Linked DNA regions of Sus scrofa: region 2 is linked to region 1. Evidence: chromatin contacts called from public Hi-C data. All regions are on one chromosome and are shown on one strand. The core of a region is the stretch at or near the end of the contact, and the rest is flanking DNA. Distances in the headings are between cores, read along the strand shown.

Evidence for each region. A called contact is a pair of places that touch in the nucleus more often than the background predicts.
Region 2: a contact with region 1 is called in a Hi-C map of liver, with 12 times the contacts expected there. The contact joins the promoter of TXLNG here to the promoter of LOC100621626 in region 1. A contact is called at or near these places in 1 of 5 promoter capture datasets (liver) and 1 of 47 Hi-C or Micro-C datasets (liver).

What each region holds. Positions count from the first base shown.
Region 1 is chrX:12,222,262-12,227,886 of Sscrofa11.1, forward strand. It overlaps LOC100621626 (carbonic anhydrase 5B, mitochondrial), which reads left to right and starts at 1,864. Exons shown (of 6, transcript XR_002340663.1): 1 at 1,864-2,106.
Region 2 is chrX:13,225,621-13,231,035 of Sscrofa11.1, forward strand. It overlaps TXLNG (gamma-taxilin), which reads left to right and starts at 4,060. Exons shown (of 10, transcript XM_013985941.2): 1 at 4,060-4,249. The coding sequence starts at 4,148.

The DNA of each region.
Region 1 (5,625 bases), core at 614-3,113:
GGGTGTGGAGAAAAGGGAACCCTCCTACACTGTTGGTGGGAATATAAATTGGCACAACCTCTATGGAAAACAGGATGGAGGTACTTCAGAAAACTAAATCTAGAACTATGACCCAGCAATCCCATTCTTGGGCATATACCCAGAAAAAACTTTCTTTAAGAAAGATACATGCACCTGTATATTCACTGCAGCACTATTCACAACAGCCAAGACATGGAAACAACCCAAATGTCCATCGCCAGATGAATGGATTAAGAAGATGTGGTGTATATATACACAATGGAATACTACTCGGCCATAAAAAAGAACAAAATAATGCCAGCAACATGAATGGAGCTAGAGACTCATATGAAGTGAATTAAGTCAGAAAGAGAAAGACAAATACCATATGATATCACTCATATCCGGAATCTAATACACAGCACAAATGACCTTTCCACAGAAAAGAAACTCATGGACATGGAAAACAGATTTGTGGTTGTCAAGGGGGAGGGAGTGGGATGGACCAGGAATATGGGGTTCACACATGCAAACTATTGCCTTTGGAATGGATAAACAATGAGATCCTGCTGTATAGCACTGGGAACTCTATCTAATCACTTATGATGGAGCATGATAATATGACAAAAAGAATGTATACATGTATGTGTGACTGGGTCACCTTGCTGTACAGTAAGTAGAAAATTGACAGAACACTGTAAATCAGCTATGATGGAAAAAATTAAAATCATTAAACAAATTTTAAAAATAAAATAGAAAAAAACAAAAAAGTTTCCTTGGTAAATATTCTTTACTAATTCTGTCAGATTTAGCTACTATTTTCTAAGAGGGGAGGATTAAAGTATTATGGATTTTAAGGAAAAATTGTGAATTTGTCCCTGCGAGTCTGAACATGTTTGTTACATATTTGTTTTACATATTATATTTACATATTTTAGGCAATGTTTTTGGTACATACATGTTGACGCTTTTTCTTCTGTCGGATTGTTTATCAGTAGATAGTCTTTTTCTTTTAATGCTTATTCTTTTATTTGTCTGATATGAATATTAATATACCAGCTTTCTTTCAGTGAATATTTACTTTTTTTTCTTTTGCTTCATTTTTAACTTTTCCAGGAGTTTTTGTTTTGGCATTTCTTTTTTTGTGTTTGAGAATAAAGATGATTTAAAAAAAACAAAACTCCTTTAGGTTTGCTCTGTCACTGGAACACAGTACTCCATAAACAGGATTTCAATGAATAACTAAATGGCTCATGGAAAGGGCCCTTTCCCTAGGAGTGCCATTCAGAGACTTTTGGACAGGAAAAAAAAGCTGGTAATAATAACCTCCTCACATTTTTCCTGTGGACCCAGAATTGTAAATGAAGTAAAGAAGATTAATCTCGGAGCAAGGGGCAGAGATCTTAAGTGTGGTGTTGTTGTCTCCACAGGCCCTAGACTGCAGGAGGGCACTAGGTGCCTAGGAAAAGTCGTGTGAAGGCGACATCAGGAAGTAGAAGGGTGTGCTTACTGCGTGCAGCCAGCTAGCATTTAAAGTCAGCTGAGGAGCTGGTAGGAACACAGTTCCAGTTGGTCCTCAGTTATGTTTCCTATCTGGTTTCTGCTCCTAGAGATGTGGTGTTTGGAACTGGGAAAAATATGAAGAAAGACTGTTTTTAGACGGGGATCAGATATATGCAGGCTTGTTTCACTCTATAAATGGCTCTGACATCTAGCTCTGAGACCTGGGCGACTTAGTTCGGGAAATTCGTGGGCCCTGGCTGTTCCACTCCGGCTTCCCAGGACCAGGCTCCGCCTGCAGAGGGAGAGCAGGAGGCGTGGACCTGGCCAGTGTGCAACTACAAGTGGATGGTCTGAGAATGCGGTGAGCAGCCGTGACGGAAGTGTAGGGAAATGCGCACGCGCGGAGTGAGGGTGCCCAACAAGGATCTCAAGATCTTAAGGTGGGGTGTGCGCTGAGCGCTGGGATTGGCCAAGACAAAGGAGAGGAGAACTTAGAAGAGAAAAAATGGGGCCCAGGACTGAGGGGCGGGGCCTGGACACCGTGGGAAGGAGCGTCAGCGACGGCAAACGTCGAGAGGGGCGTGGCCTAGGCCGAGCCAAGCGGTAAGCCCTGAAATTGTGGGACTTAGGCCGTGAAGAGCGTGGCGCAGCTGCCCGTAAGGGCAAGGCAGATTCGGTCGAGATTGCGGGAGCGGGGAGCTCTGGCAGAGAACGGAGGAATTACCAGAGTGGAAAGCCAAGAGAGGGACACAAGGGAGGAGCTTGGGGTCTGCGCAAGGAGTGTGGCCCGGAGGATAAGGGGAAAGCGCAAGGAAGAAGGGTCCAGGGGCGTGGACGCCGATGGAAAGGCGGTCCCAGGGGTAGTGTAGGGGACGCGAGTGACGTAACAAAAAGGACGGCCCTGTGTAGGTGCAGCGTAAGAACGTACCTTGAACGTGGGGACGCGGCGCGTCCCTGGGGGTGTGGCTTTGCTGCACTCAGGGGGTTCGACAAAGATGGCCCAGCTCCAAGTAGGGATGGGCCTGAGCGGAGGCCAGGGGCGGGACCAAGTTAGCGCGCAGGCGCTTGAGTGGAGCGGGATGCCCGCAGCCATGGCAGCACAGACGTAGTTGGGGCGGAGGGCAGGCGCAGACCCGGACCCTGGCTCGTCGGAAAACAAGTTCGGGTTCCGACGCGGGGAGTTTTGCCGGAGCAGTACTTCAGGCTTTGTCAGGACGTGGGCCGGGCGAACGAAGGCGTGACGTGATTGCGTATATGACGTGTGACGTAAGGGGCGGGACGAGGGGCGTGTTCAATATGGCCGCGCACATTAGCCGCTTCTGGTAGCTAACAGAGGGGTTTACGGTCAGCTAAACATTCTGGTAAGGTCGGATCGCGATATGGAGCGTGGACAGCAGGGGAACCTAGCCTAGCAAAGAGAACAGGCACCCTCCTGCACACGACCAGGTGCTGCACTGGGCCCTGGAACGAGGACAGGTGTTGGTCCCGCCAGGATGTGGGGGAAGAGGCAGGGAATTGCTCCTTTCCTACTCTCAACCCTTTTCCTCCGCTATGAGGTCTTCAGAAAACCACACCGCGTCCGGGTTTTGTGCATTTAACGGTAGAGCAGCTGTTAGAGAATTTTGGAAGTGGGGGACTTGCGGTTTTAGAAACCGGGGCACAGCAAGCTGGCATTCACTACGATCTGCATTGTTGACCTTTTCCCTGGCTATGCCAAGGGCTACGGACGGACTCGCAACCAACCCCAGGGCAAGGGATCAGCGCCGTGTCGTGTGGACACATCTGAGCCTTCTCTCCTCCTCGGTTATTTTTCCTTTCCTTTTCCTTTTGTACCCCAGCCCAGAACTAGAGGGGGGAAGAACTTACAAAATAACGTTGTTAGTGGTTGTGATTCTTTCTGGCATGAATTAAAAAATAAAAGTTACAGCTTTGAGGATGCTGGGAAGTCGTTATTATTAATGTGTAGTTCCCTAGCATTTATTTTTGCTGAGGAAGCTTGAAAAATATGGGGAGATAATGAAGATGTGTACATTTTATTTTGGTTAGAACTCAATTCTTTGTCAACCACTGTAAACCCCATTGCTTTCTCTTTCTTCTTCATCCTTTTGCTGACAGTGTGGCCATCACTCTGCTGTTTGAAGGTCTTGCTGGAATAGGAGAGAAGTCAGAAATTTCTGGTGAAAGAAGCTGCTCCACACACTACCATAAGCTAACCCTGCACATCCGTCAGAGGGGTCTGTGTTCTCAGCCTGCACTGAGGACCGCAGTGCACCATAGTTCACCCTGATAAGGAACTACACTGTTCTTGAATATTTTGGAAATGAAAACTTTTCAACTTTATAAGGCTTTCCTACTTAGCTCAGAAATTGTAAATGCAATACCAGGTCTGAAATTCACATAAAGACCAAATGCAGCAAGGGCATCATTTCTGGGCCTGTACACACCTGCTCTGTTAGCCCTGGAGCAAGGTAAAACCCTCCACTCAGGGTTGAAACACAATAAATCTTGAGCAAATTTTGACTGAATATGAATATTGAGGAAATCTGATGGAAAGAGGGAAATGCTTTTCATATCATTGCAGCAGAGCAGTTAGTTGCAGCACACTAAGCAATTATAGAAATGGAACACTTGGCAGCCCCAGACTGGCATGAGACTCCCAGAGATGTGGGTGACAGTAGGGAGCTGAGCTTTCTCAGTCGAGATACAGAGCTATAACTTCTAATTTAAACTCCAGAGAATTGCAAAAAGTTGTCTTCTTTTCTAAATCAGAAGGTGAGAAAGTCAGTCTGATAAGAATAAAGGACTTTTTTTCCCTATGTAGTTGTAGAAATGAAAACAACCTTCAGTAGCTTTTGTTTGGGGTTTTTTTTTTTTTTTTTTTTTTTTTTGGTGTTCTGCATAAGTATAAGTGACTTAATTGGGTGGGGTTTAAGAGCCAAGGCATTTAACAAATGCACAATCTCTGAATGATTTTAAAAGGCTTTTAGGAGTTCCTGTCATGGCTCAGTGGTTAACGAATCCAACTGGGAACCGCGAGGTTTTGGTTCAATCCCTAGCCTCATCCAGTGGGTGAAGGATCCCGCGTTGCTGTGGCTGTGGTGTAGGCCAGCGGCTACAGCTCTGATTAGACCCCTAGCCTAGAAACCTCCATATGCCACGGATGCTGCCCTAGAAAACACACACACACAAAAAAAGTCTTTTAGAATCTATTCTTTCTGAAAAACTGTAAATAAGGAAAGTGTAAGTAAAATCCAAGGACATAAATAATCAGTGATAGCAAAGGGCACAGGGCAAAGAAAGATTACCTACCCTGGAACCCAGCCAGCACATGGTCACATCTTTCCTGTGCCTGTACTACAAAATACAACTTAATGAGAAAATGTAGTCTACATTCATACATTCCAGGATTCACCTGGAGCCTATTTAATAGTCAGTATTAGTATGTTTTGAATGCTAAATTTTATAATCCTAAGGACCCCAGGTAGGGAGTTAGGCCTAGAGGTGAGGACCCTCTGTGGGATCCACACAGCTCCTGGCGGTCCTCTACTGTGGCAGCCGGGTTTTACATACTGAGTGTTTGTGTCTTACCCCCATGCCCAGTCCATAGGTTGAGGCCCTAACCCGAGTGTCACAGTATTAGGAAGTCGTCTTTGTGAGGAGATTAGGGTTAGGTTATGAGTTTGTGCCCATGATGTGATTCGTGTCCATATATGGCACAGAGCAGAGCCAGCTCCCTCTCGGGCATGTGAGAAGGCAGCCCTCTGCACGTGGGAAGATACCTCTCACCAGGAGTCCGGTGGGCCAGAGCCCGGATCATGGACTTCCACCTTCCGGAACTGTGAGAAATAAATGTATTTAAGCCACCCACTCTGGGGTTTTGACAGCACAGCCCAAGTTAGCCAGGCCACCATGCATCTCCTCTCACTGAGTTCTTTGTGCGCGCTCTCTGGCAGAGTGATGCCTACAACACAAAACCAGGAACAACGGCGAGCTTGTCATCACATGTCCTTCATGTTGCAGTACTTGTCCCAGCACAGGGCTTGTGTGGAGCCGGCGATAAAGAGATCTGCCCCAGGCCTCCGTGGTGCCTTGCGGGGTAGTGATAGGCACTACTGCTTTCAG
Region 2 (5,415 bases), core at 2,810-5,309, 1.0 Mb after region 1:
GGCTTGAGCAAGCTGGGTATAAATTATCATTATTTTTTAAATCTTACAGTGTCTGCCAGAAATGTGGACGTGTATAGAAAAGTCGAAATCAGCCAAATTCCTACAAAGGACCAGAATGAAAGTGAGCGCAGAGGGATGGCAACACTGTGTATGTCTGTGTGTTGTGTTAAATTAAGGGCTTGCAGTGGCCTGCCTCAGGGTTTCACACACCAGGGGTTAGATGGCTGTCATAATCAGAGGGTCCATATTCCATATTCCAGATTCTTGCTATTACAAATGCGTCTGTTAGTCACAGCCAAACAAGAGCAGAAGCTTGGCTAAGTAGAGAAATGAAGGTTAGAAATGGGTTTTCATTGGTGAAATTAGTAGCTTGTTGGCCAGTGTGAGAGGTGTCGGAAATGGACTCACCACGGTGAAATTAACAATATTCAAGACACGTGCGCGCTGCTTGAAATTTCTGAGCGTCTCCTCACACTTTCATTGACAAGCTACAAGAACCTAGAAACCTGAAGCGTGTTCCCTTAGACGAAATGCTACAGATCAAAACCTCTAAATGATGCTATGTCCAGCTCTGAACTCTGTGGGTGCCATTTTCCTGATATTGGCTATTATGAAGCCCAACAGAGTCCTGCCTCTGTAATTGTGGTAAGCTGGCCTCTGAATAGGACAGAGAGCTGAAGGCATCAATGAGCTTACTGCTTTGAAGAATTTTCTGCCTCAGGCTGCTGGCAGTTTTACCAAGCATCTGCATAAGGGGGCCCACATTCAGGTACACGCATAGTCTTTAGGAAGGTTGGGGTTGAGAGAATACCAACCCCCCCCACAACCGCTGGCAAGGAGCTCTTTGTCTTGTGACTTTCACCTTTCTGGCAGGTACAGTTCTTAAAAGAGTCAATAACTCCCTGAGCGAACCTGAGAAAAATTAAGGCAGACAGAACATAGGATGTCTCCTAAGGATTTGGAAATAAAAGAAATGATAGCCCTTGAAGACCTAAAATAAAAAACTACAGATCCCAGCAGAGATAAGCGTATTGCTTTACAAAGCCTTGGGCTAAGGCTAGACAGAAACCGCTTTGAAGGCATTTGAGATAAGATTCTAAACAAAGAATGGGTCTCTCAAAAATCAGGCTAGTCTGCGGAATTCCCATCGGGGTTCAGTGGTTAATGAATCTGACTAGGAACCGTGAGGTGGCGGGTATCGATCCCTGCCCTCGCTCAGTGGGTTAAGGATCCAGTGTTGACCTGACCGCAGGGGTGTAGATCACAGATGCGGCGCAGATCCGGAGTTGTTGTGGCTGTGGCCTGTTTAGGCCAGCGGCTACAGCTCTGATTGGACCCCTGGCCTGAGAACCTCCGTATGCCCAGGGTGGGGCCCCAGAAAAGACAAAAAAAAAAAAAAAAAAAAAAAAAAAAATCAGGCTAGTATGACCCAAGAAAGAAGAGAGTGATCTGAGACCCAGAGAGCCAGGCAGAAACTAGTCTTTCTCTCCCCAGCTTTGGAAACTACAAATCCTTGCTGCTGCTAAGCTGTCTTCCTTAAAAGCCAATCACTAAGCCTAGGGACATGCAAGAAAAGGGGAATCAGATTCCTTTTTTTGAAGGGAGAAGGATCGAAAAACTTGTGGACAGATTTAAAACACACCGTTGCCTCCAGTGAAGACATTATAAGAAGCAGATTGAAATTGATATTTCTCCTGGGAGCAGTAATAGCCATGTTTCTCTTAAGCACTCAGTTTAGGTTTAATATTTTGTAATGTTGTGAATCACTGTGTAAATTGTGTTTTCTTCTTTTCTCAGCTGTCAAGAAGCTTAAAATAAAAATTTCGCTCATGTTCAGCTTGTGGACAAGACCTCACGGTGTGTGTTTTATGGGCTGAACTCACCCATGACGTCATCTTATTTTTCCCCCATCCTTCTTTCACTTTCACTTTCTTCTCATTTCTCTATTTTTTTGTGTATAAACGAATGATGTGATATGTACCTACGCGATATGTATATCATGGCATATTGTGTCTATTTTACAAGCCTTCCAAATACCTTTGAAATAAGAATGTATATAAAAAATACAGTTAGGTATTTTTCATTTCTCTGAAGACTTGAGGTCACTTGCATAGTCCTTTTGTTTTCTTTGTTTTCTTTTTTGGCCATACGTACCCTTGGCATGTGGAAATTCTCGGGATTGAACCTGAGCCATAGCAGCAACCTGAGTCACAGCAGTGACAACTGCAGGTCCTCAACCCACTGAGCCACCAGGGAACTCCCTAAATGGATTTTTTTTTTTTTTCTTTTTAAAGCTCACTGTGCTATGTATATTTTCTAGGTCAATTTAAAAAAATGTTTAACATTTTTAGTAGCTGCATGGTGTTCTATGGTACCATAATTTAACTACAGTGCATTTTGACATCTAGTTCTCTGGATGTGTTAGAATCATTACCGATAGACTTATTCTGCATCTCTCTGGGACTTTTGCCTTTAAAAAGGTGAGGAGTGGTGGTTGAGGCCATGAGCTTTATACACAGTCTGGGTAAGATTCATTATCTACTACTCTAGTTTTGAAATCTCAAAACTGGACTGAGGAAGTTCCCTTGTGGTTCAGTGGATTAAGGATCCCACATTGTCACTGCAGCACCCCAGGTCACGGCATCCAGCCCAGGTTCGATCCCTGGCCCAAGAACTTCTGCATGCTTCAGGAGCAACCAAAAAAACAACAAAAAAAGCTGGACTGAGGTGTTCTGCCAGTGAAATAAAATAATGGTACTTCTCCCCAAATGTACAGAAATAATTAAAATTAATAGAAGTAATTAACCCAATATTGGAATCTACTCTCAAATAAGTTATTAAATTTGTGGTGCCTGCTACCACTGTTTTGTATTCTTTATTTTAAAAAATGGCATAGGAGGAGTTCCCCTGTGGCTCAGGGGTAAGGAACCCTACTAGTATCCATGAGCACTCCGGTTCCATCCCTGGCCTCGCTCAGTGGGCTAGGAATCCTGTGTTGCCATGAGCTGTGGTGTAGGTCACAGATATGGCTGGGATCCTGCGTTGCTGTGGCAGTGGTGTAGGCCAGCAGCTCTGATTTGACCCCTAGCCTGGGAAAGAAAAAAAAAGAAAGAAAAAAAAAGGCATAGGATTTACAAAAATTTTCATAATGAGTTATTTAAGGCAACATGTCAGGATTTCACGATGGTCTGTGACTATCAGAAACTCGGTCATTGGAACTCTGGTTCCATCAGATGTAAATGGGGAGTATTTCTGAGGATGGGGTATTTTCTCCATCTTTGCCCCAGTCACGTCAAGGAAAAAAAGAATCGCTTCAGCTAACCGAGTTAATTAAATTTCAGTGACGAAACGAGTGGTGAAGAAAGCAGGGTACGTTCAATGTGTATTAACCGCCAACTAAGGGGGGAGAAATGTGCTAGAAGCCGGGCAGTTCAGCCAAGATGAATACGACGCAGCCCCCACCCCGCAGGGCCTCAGGTCCAATAAACGATGCTGAGTGCTCAGTGGAGGGGAAGGAGTCGCGACAGGTGTTGGGGCCAGAAACTGTCAAATTACTGAGCAATTACAACTCTCCCACCTTGAAGCAATTACAACTTGCCCCCATCCCCCAATCATTCAGGCTCACTTCCGAAGAAAAGCAAGAAAAACAAAAGCACATCAATGTGCCTCCAATCCCGCTCCCTCGCAAACACTGAAATACTTCTAAACTTTTCCCCTAGGATAATACAGAGTACCTTCCGGTACAGGTACATCGCCCCTAAAAAACTACAAGTCCCAGGAAGCTGCATGCTCAGCACGGCAGAGTCTCTCCCCATCTCAAAACGCTGAATGACGCTCCAATCCTGATCCGGGCCTGAGAGCCGTGGCCGCGCAGCCTGCCGGGACTTGTAGTCCGTCCTAGAGTCCCTTTTTTCGTTCGCGCAGACTCGCGCGGCCTCCGTTCGCCCTTCGGCCCTGCAGAAGCCCGGCCCAGGCTCCAATGTTCCCCACCCCCATTCTGCTCAGTCCCCTCGGGGGCCAACCTCCTCCGGTCACGTGAGGAGTCCTGCAAACGGCGGTTGGCGGAGGGGTTCAGGGGCGGGGAGCGAGGCCCTGCGAGGTTCCGTGCCCCTTGTCGGGCCGCTTGTTTGGCTGCTGCCGTCACCTCATGGCGACGCGGGTAGAAGAGGCAGCGCGGGGAAGAGGCGGCGGCGTCGAGGAGGCGATTGAGGCCGGACGGGGCGGACGGCGACGCAGCCCGCGGCAGAAAGTCAGTCTGGGGGGCGCCCGCCTTGTTGCCGGGTCGGGGGAGTGCTGGGGCTAGCGAACTGGGGTCCACCTCTTCACACTCGCGGGTTACCTCTAGCCACGGGACGAACATCCGGCCCTCTTCCCTCTCGGGGGTGACGGCAGTGGGAGCAGGTGGGAGGAGTGGGACCAGGATGGATGTGGGAGGGGGCCATGGTTGGGGTTTGGAGGCGCGCGCGCGCGGCGGAGGCGGGAGGAGGGCAGGGGGGCGAAGCCTGGTGGGAGGGGGAAGGGGTGTTTGGCGGGGGCGCGCCAGGTGTGACAGCCACGTGCGGCCGGCGCCGCGGGGCCCCGGGCGCCAGGTGTTCCCGCTCCCAGCCGCCGCCCTCCACATGCTTGCCGTGTTCCCAGCGCTGGGCGCCGCCGTCGGGGAGCTGCCCGGGGTCACGGGCCGGCCCTCCTCGCGCGGGGCAGGTGCGCAGGGCGTGCTGCGGGGTTGCGCCCCGGCGGCGCGGTTGAGGCTGTTGCGCAGTAAGATAACCGCGCGGGAGCCGGGGCTGCACTGCGCCCCCCTTTACCCGCCCCCCTCCACCCCGCGCTCCCCGCCACTGCGCGGGCTGGCGAGCCGGGCCGCTCGGCCCGCGGGACCCAGGCCCTGGGGCTCGTCTCTGGGCTCCACGGATTTGGCTGCACGTGGGGCGGCCCTTGGGGACGGGATGTTGGCGGACCTGGGTCCCACAGAGTTGGGAGCAGCATCGCGGAGAGCTGATCTTCCCAATCAAGCCCTCATTCCCTCTTCTCGATATTCCCTCCCCCCCCCGGCCTTTTTTTTCTTTTTTTATTTGATGGGTGAAAACTCGAGCGCGTCCCCTACCTTGGCCTTTGGTCTCTTAATCTGGGAGTCAGTCTGGACCGTTTCCCTTGCCTTACTTGACTCACGTCAAGGAGCTTTCGGTGACTCCCTGGATACAGGAAAATCAAGACCTTCAGAACGAGAGAATTCCACTTGTTCTGGAGTCAGTGGGTGGAGTTCAAAAAAGATTGCACAACAAACGGGGTACAGGGCTGTCAGGGCCCAGGAATAGAGAAATGCGGGGAAAAGGACTAGAAAGGTGGAAGAAGGGCTGTAAAGATGGAAAGGTGGAAGTCTCTTTCCTTGGAGTTGAGCAGATTGAAATGTTCAACTTG